Regions from separate parts of the Capra hircus genome. Here region 1 is linked to region 2. A link is a contact called in public Hi-C data. All regions are on one chromosome and are shown on one strand. Each heading gives the region's core, a stretch centred on a gene start, on an enhancer-like site or on the middle of the called end of the contact. The rest is flanking DNA. Distances are from core to core; before and after follow the strand shown.

Evidence for each region. A called contact is a pair of places that touch in the nucleus more often than the background predicts.
Region 1: a contact with region 2 is called in a Hi-C map of blood, with 4 times the contacts expected there. The contact joins the promoter of IRF1 here to the enhancer-like site in region 2. A contact is called at or near these places in 4 of 5 Hi-C or Micro-C datasets (blood and liver).

Annotation. Positions count from the first base shown.
Region 1 is chr7:88,635,634-88,639,511 of ARS1.2, reverse strand. IRF1 (interferon regulatory factor 1) reads left to right here and starts at 1,782. Exons shown (of 10, transcript XM_005682621.3): 1 at 1,782-2,199; 2 at 3,214-3,305. The coding sequence starts at 3,219. LOC108636385 (a long non-coding RNA gene) reads right to left here. Exons shown (of 3, transcript XR_001918330.1): 3 at 3,312-3,878.
Region 2 is chr7:88,570,611-88,574,410 of ARS1.2, reverse strand. All of the region lies in intron 2 of LOC108636385 (a long non-coding RNA gene), which reads right to left. Among named protein-coding and RNA genes, the nearest start is that of SLC22A5, 61 kb to the right of the region's middle. Within about 2 kb of position 1,735, at least 3 of the 5 cell types and tissues checked have an H3K27ac peak or open chromatin away from gene starts, as enhancers often do.

The DNA.
Region 1 (3,878 bases), core at 533-3,032, 65 kb before region 2:
CACAGAAAGACGCTCATTATAGATGTATACCTACAGATGATTATCTATGAATTAAAATTTTTATTTTAAAGCACACTTTACTCTCTCCTGTTGCCTTCCCAAGGTCAATTTCTCAGACCACATGAAATGCAAACTTCGCTTCCCTAATCTCACTCTGCATTTTCCAGCAGCTGTGTCAGTTTCCTAGGGGTAGGACAAGCACTCATTTGCTGCACAGAAAACAGACTTAGCAACTCAGAAGCCACTTGTTTTCTCTTCTTGCTCGAAAGGTCTTGGTTTCTGTAGTGCATTCCCACTCCCTTCTGTCATTTAAAGCACCCCAACCCTTCTCCCCCTTCCAGGGTTTCAGCACCTTCCATTTGCTTAACACCCAGGTAGTCTCATTCCTCACAGTTTCTCCTGCCTCTCTGCCTCTCAGCTCCCTCGCCCGTCAGTATCTGGGAGACAGCTCTGACCCATTCCTATTGGTTTCCTGGGAACCAAGTGTGGCCTTAGTCACAGCATCAGATTCTGGTGTACCAGAATTGGATTAACCCATCCATTTCCTCTGTGGGAGGAAAGCTATAGCGTGACTGACAGGTGGAATGGTGCATCCATGTGTCTGTTTCCAGCCTGCAGCACTGCAACTGGGTGCTGCTATGGAGGGAGAGCTGGGATGACAGGAATGACACAACCAACCTGACCTGGAAGAGAGATTTACTTCTGAGTCAGCAGCTTTGGGGAGATGAAGGAAGAAGCCTGCTGGCCAGAGCTCTGGAGAGAAAAATGAAGATTCAGCCCGACCTCTAGGTGTACAAGTAGGGCAAGGTCTAGTTGTAAGCACAGGAGTTCGATAGCTATCATTCCCAAAGCACCTGGGACCTGGGCTCCCCAACCGTTTAACTAGACCCATAGCCTTGATCAAAGTAAGCAAATACCCCATTTGCCCAGAATCTCTCTGGACCAAGCCCTGAGGCCCCAGAAACTAAACCCGTGCTGCCAGGGAAGGCTCTCATGCAAGGACCAAGTGAGGCTGTGGAGGTGGCCTAAGGCAGGAGTGCTAGGAGGAACCAAGGCTACCCCACCCCCACCCCAACTCAGCAGGCCTGGCTTCTCTGAAACCCTTCTCTCTTTCCCTAAGGCCAGCAGCGGGGCAGTCCCAAGAATGTAGATGGAGAAGCGGAAGAGGTCTGTCCCTGGTCACAGACTCTAGCAGGGGCCTCGAAAACCACGCATCATCTGCTGCCCAAGTAGGGCATGATGTTTCAGACATCATCTCTCTGTCACGGGAAAGCAGCAAAGTAGGGCTATTGTTTTGGAGTTGAGGAAACTACAGCTGCCAAACAGGGATTTCTTCTCGTCTTGGCAGCCCCACGCAGGGTAGGATTTCCTTTACTTCCCCGGGGAAGGTGAACCCCCCGGAGGTGGGCCACCCCTCGAAGGTTTGAAGGCCGAAACGCTCCCTGCTTGACACCCATTAATGGGCTTGAGGAAGCAGGTTGGTTTTCAAGGACTCAATGCTCGCGTCCACTCTGAAGAGGACGGCAGGTGCCGGGGTGAACCCCCTCACCGGGGCTGGGATGACAAGAGATCCCGGGGCATCCCCAGGAAAGAAGAGCAAGGAGATGGCCTCAGGAGCTAGCAGGCTGGGTGAGCGCCGAGTGAGGGGAGCAACTGCGGGCCGGGGGCGTTCGACTTTCCAGGAGCGCTGGTGCGCTGGTATGGGGGTGGAGTGGGAGCCGGCGGGGCGGGCCCGCGGTCGCCCCGGGGCGGCGGCGCCAGGCCGGAGGGGGTGGGGAGGGGCAGCCGCCCTGTACTTCCCCTTCGCCGCTAGCTCTACAACAGCCTGATTTCCCCGAAATGATGAGGCGGCGCTGGCCAATGGGCGTCCTCTCGGCTCTCTAGGAGGCGGGGCCCGGCCCGGGCTGGGGGAATCCCGCTAAGTGTTTAGATTCTCCGCGGCGCCGCGGTTCAGGCAGAGCGCGCCACTCCTTCGTCGAGGCAGGACGTGCGCCCAAGTCTGGCTAGCAGAGGCCAGCGAGAGCCGTGCCAAGTCAAGGCCAGCCGTGCCAAGTCAAGGCCAGCCGTGCCCAGCGGCTCCGCGACCCGGGCATCCTCTGCCTTCTCCCCGTTCCCACTGGAATCGCGCGCCTAGCGCCGGCAAAAGCAGTCCTCGCCGGGACCCTCGGTTGCTGCCGTCGGGGAGCGCCTGCCGTCGAGGTGAGCTCGCCTTCGCCGCAGGGGGCACCGGTGGCTTCGGACAAAGGCGCTCTCGGGGCACCAGGAAGTGGGGGACTAAAACCCTTGCCGGGAGAGTGACGGGTGCGCGGCGTTGCCGGGGCCCCCGCGCGGGCTCGGAGGGCGCCCGAGGAGCCGCAAGCAGCTGCGCGGGGAGGGCGGGCAGCGGCGTGGACCGCCCACCCCGCCGAGGTTGTCCGTGCCAGAGCCGCTGGCGGCCTCTGGGTGGCCCTCTGTGTTGGTTGCGCGCATCCAAGGGCTGTGCGGGGGATTCGACTGTATATCAAAGCATGGGCGCCCTTTGCTCCCTGCGCCCGCTTTTCGGCGGTTCCAGCTCAGGCCCAGCCCCCAGGTTTCGGGCTGTCTCTGCAGGTGGCGGAGGCTGGGGCCGGCTGCGCTGGGTGGTTGGAGGACCTCCCGGAACCGCGGGAAGAGGCGCCACAGGTGTTCTTTGGGCCACTTTGCCCAAGGAGGGCAGCCAGGCCCAAAGGGTTAGCGTACCGGCCTTGGCACTGTGGCTGTCAGGCAGGCAAGGGATAGATTGGGGGGGGTGGTGACGAGGATGCAGGGTGACTGTCCATTAGCGAAGGTGCACGGCTAGTGACAACAGCTCAAACAGGGAAATTTCTTGGCATCAAGCAAAAGAAGCCCCTCTCTTCCCAAACAATTTGAATTTGGGGAGTAAAGTTCTAGTATTTAGATATCTGTGTGTTTTGTTTCTTTTCCTTAACATAAATCTTCAAAGTATCACTTGGCATGTCTGTCCTCTCCCAAGACTGTCTAGGAGGGGCTGAGGGAGGGAGTGTGTTGCTCAAGATGCTGAAAAGATTTGGAGGGAGGTTTTATTAGAGAGAAAGTCCCCTTCTGCATGATTGTAGTACTTGGTATCTAGATGAGGGCAGGAGAGGGTAACTGAATGACTTGGGGTGGGGGTGGGTAGTGGCCAGGGACTGCTCAACAGACTCCTAACAGGAGCCTTCTGTCTTCTCTTCACAGCCAACATGCCTATCACTCGGATGCGCATGAGACCCTGGCTAGAGATGCAGATTAATTCCAACCAAATCCCAGGGCTGATCTGGATTAATAAAGTGAGTGTTACTCTTTGGACTTTTCTGCCACTGTTTTAACCTATGTTCTTTGGGGGTCCAACGCTTCAGATGCAGTTCAAAAAGAGAAGTGATAAGGAGTAGGTAGATGTATTTCCCAGTGGATCCTGCAGGGAGTGTATAAGACACAGCCCAGGCAGGGCCCCACTGGCTGCCTTCTGCCCACCTCCCTTCTGAGGCCACTTAACAGTTTTCCAGCAGCAAGATTCTCCCAGCATCTGCAGAGCCAGAGTTCTGGCCTGTACTGAGGGAGACCTCTACAGGTACACACAGCCTTCTAGAGGGCTCCACTTGGGCAGATAGGAGACAGAGAAGTGGGCACTGCTGGCAGGAAGAGGTGGCTGACCCAGCAGGTGAGCCAAGAATTAACCTTGCACCAGTTGTCCAGACCCAAGAGGCCTCTTGCTGCTGCAAAAAGAACAGACTCTGAAGGCTTAGTAGTACTAATAATAATAGCTAATGCTTACTCTGCTCACTTACTAGGAGTGAGCATGGCACCATGTTAAGTATGTTACTTACATTGTGTCATTTAATCCTCAAAGTAGCCATGCGAGG
Region 2 (3,800 bases), core at 486-2,985:
ATGCTGGATGCATCATCACATTCATCTTCTGAGGCTCCTCTGAGGTAGCTGACATTTTCCCTGCCGTTCGCAGGAAGCTGTGGAGGAACAGGAAAGTTAGGAGACATGCCCAGAGCCACACAGTCAGAAAGGGCGGCTCTGGCTCTCGGGGTCGCGTGTTTTCCATGCTGTTCCCCACTGTGACATTCAGAGTTACTTTATAAAGGACACCTGTAAAATCATTTCAAAGCAAAAAAAAAAAAAAAAAAAAGGGAAGAGGGGCTTCAAAATACAAATAAAAATCACAACTCCCTGGACGTCGCTTAAGGTATAACCCTAGTCCCCTGAAGCACATTTTGCAGAATGTGTCCACTGAATCAGAGACCTCCAAGAAGGGGAAAGACCCTCAATAAGTTATTTTTTCCCCTCCTTGCTTCCCTGTGGGCAAGAATCCCAGGACGAGCCAAATTCTATGGATGACACCAGAAAGGTTAAGCAAAGTTGGCCAACTTAGGTCCTCCGCCGGGAGATTAAGAGGAAGACAGAACTAGGATTCCCATTTGTGTTAAGGTGGAGCCCCTCCAATCAAAACTTAAACCTTTTAATCTAATATTCAAGTACACCCTTTCTAACCTTAAAAGCAAATTTTATTTCACGACAAAGCTGGTCAATATTGAGTTCAGACCGTAGTTGGTCTTCCCTCTCCTGGCAAAGCTCTGTATCAGGACTGATAGTTGCAGACAACAGAACTAATAATAGTGGCTAATACTGCAAGGGAAGGGTCTAAACAGAATTCTGAGATCGAGGACAACCAACCAGGAACAGTGCTTCAACCACACCTTAGAGCTGGGAGGAGAGCAAGATCCTACCCTCCCTCAGTGCCCTGCGAGGCCCCTCCTCCCGCTGCTGCCTCTCCTCCCTGGCAGGAGGAGAGGGCTCTCTGGTGCACTGGCCTCCTTCCTGTTCCGCAAACAATCCCGACTCAGGGCTATGAATTTACTGTTCCCTCTGCCTGGAACACAGACATTCACTTCGCTTGCTCCCTGACTTCACCTAGACTTCTGCTCAAAGACCCCGTTAAAGAAGTGTTCCTGGACTATCCTGTCACTCTAAACCCTTTCCGTGCTTGACTCTTCCCCACAGCATCTACTGCTCCCAAACATTGCATAAAGCACTGCCTGTCGGAGCTTCCCTGGTGGCTCAGTGGCAAAGGGTTCACCAGCCAGTGCAGGAGACACAGGTTTGATCCCTAGTCTGGGAAGACCCTACACGCCATGGAGCAACTAAGCCTGTGCGCCACAACTACCGAGCCTGTGCTCTAGAGCCCAGGAACCGCCACCACTGAGCCCCCGCGACCTAGAGTGGTGCTCCACAACGAGAGAAGCCACCGCGATGAGGAACCCTCGCAACGCAACGAGAGTGTAGCCTCCACTCTCAGCAACTAGAGAAAAGCCCGCACAGCAGTGAACACCCAGCACAGCCAACAACAAATATATAAAATTAACAACAACAACAAAAAAGGGCACTGCCTGCCTCCAGAAGCAGACTGCAAGCACCACGAAGGCAGGTTGTTTTGTTTACTGCTGTAAGCTCAGAGGCTGACACCTTTAAGGTGCTTAGCTATTTGCTGAAAACTTTATGAAGGAATAAACAAAGGAATGAATGGAAAACTTCGGCACGCGTCCTCACATTCTCTGGCCTGCGCTGGAGGATTAAGGTAGCAGCAAGAGTCAACTTGTGTTACGGTTGCAGCTGTGCTGTCATCCTGCCCAGATCTCGATCAGCCCTGTGGCTCCCACCGTGGAGGGAAGACATGCCTGGGGACCTCTACCTCCAAAATTCCCCTGTCAGTCTCTGCAGCTCTGGGAACTTGCCTGGGCTGTTGCTGTGCAGACCATGAAGGCCTGGCTAGGTTCCTGTCCCTGTTTCCCCAGGGCCTCAGACAGGCTGGCAAGTGAGTTGGTTCAGCCCAGGGAGTGACACAAACAAGGGCAGCCATGTATAGATTCAGAGGGTCACACGAGGTCAGAGCTGGGGGAAGCCTTCGTGAACTGGAGGCCAGCCTGTGCTCTGCAGATAACGCAGGCCTGTGTGGACGCAAGTGTGTGTGTGTGTGTGTGTGTGTGTGTGTGTGTGTGTGTGAACTCTGGGGTCTGGCAGATCCAACCTCCATCAGCCGTGTGATTCTGGAGAGTCATTTGAGAAGACAACGTTTGAAAAACACTGCTTTTCTCAGGTGCAAAATGGAAATAAATGTCCCCCTTTTATATAGTAAGCTTGTCTTCCTGTTCAAAAGTCTTTACTTCCTACCCTTTGTGATATTAAGTCAAACTCCCTGGCTTGATCATCAAATCCCACTATCACCAAAATCCGGTCAGCCCAGTGTACCAGGTATGGTCCCTCTGACTCCTTCCGACACTCCCGCTCCTCCTCATATCTGCGCACTTTGGGCTACCACCCACTTTCTTCTCTCCTACCAGAGTCAACCTAAGCCCAGGGGCAGGCAGCACGAAGTCTCCCCAACATGGGCTTTTCTGGGCACTCACTGGTGTAAGTATTGCATGTTAACAGATAGGAACAAAGTTTTGACTCTCCAACCAGACTGTGGGATCCTTGAGGGCAACTGTCTCTTCTCTTATGATGTCTCCTCCCTACCAGGCATTAAATAATACATAAAAATTCTTGCTGACTCATCTGAAGTTAGAATTCAGTTAAAATGCTCCCCAATACTACCTCTATTACCCAAGGGAAGGGGAAAAAAAAACAAAAAAAAAAACCCCACCTCTACCTCCAACCCAGACTTGACAAGTAAAAGAACTCCCTGAAAACAATGCATTGAATAAATCACAAGGACTAGTCTCACTTCAAGATTTCAGGAAGGAAAACACAGTTAAACTGAAAACAGTTAACTGGTGTTCAAAAAAAAAAAAACCAAAACACGCACAACAGACAGACAGGAAGTGTTTTTTAGGACCAGGTCTATCAAAGACCCTTAGGGGCTGATTCACCCTTCAGCATATTCTTTCTAACACCTGCTTTTACTAAAAACCAACAGCTCAACTCCAGAGCTTTGTGAGTCAGAAGCAGAGTGAAACTGGACACAGAAGCACTCAGCTGTGAAGCACAACACCCAGCGAGCAAGCAACAGGCACACCAAGAATGACTGGCCAGCGCCTGTGGCCACAGGGGTGGGCCCTGGGGGAGCTGAGATTTCCCTCCTGCCTTGCTCCTCTCTGGGGCCCATGCCTCCGCTTCCCCCACTCATCTACCAAATACATCTGGAAAAAAGTACTTGCATAACCCCTCAAGTAAACTAATTCTACATTGTTTCAAGTAAGACCTAAGGACCAATGTATATTTCTTTCTTGTGTTTTTTAAAAGAATATTACAAGATACCACTTAGAAAACTCAAGAGATATATTAGAGTATCAAGAGAAGAATTAGATCTAATATCTTTTGATTTTAACCTGGCGTTAGATAATCTTTTTGAATGCAATTCTACATCGACACGAAGAAACTGCCCCTTTAAATTTCAAACAATGTCAACTTAGTTCTTTTCCTTTATCATATTTTTAAAAACAGGACTTGGTCACTACAGCTTACAGAGTCACGAAACACAGTCCACACAAAACCTGTACACAAAAATGCTCACTGCAGTATTAGTTGTAATAGTCGCAAAATAAAAGTAACCCTAACATCCACCAAATGATGAATGAATAAATAAAATGTGGTATCCCCATACAATAGAATATTATTTGGCAATGAACAGGAATGGAATGCTGACATATGCTACAATGTGGATGAACCTTGAAAACATCAAG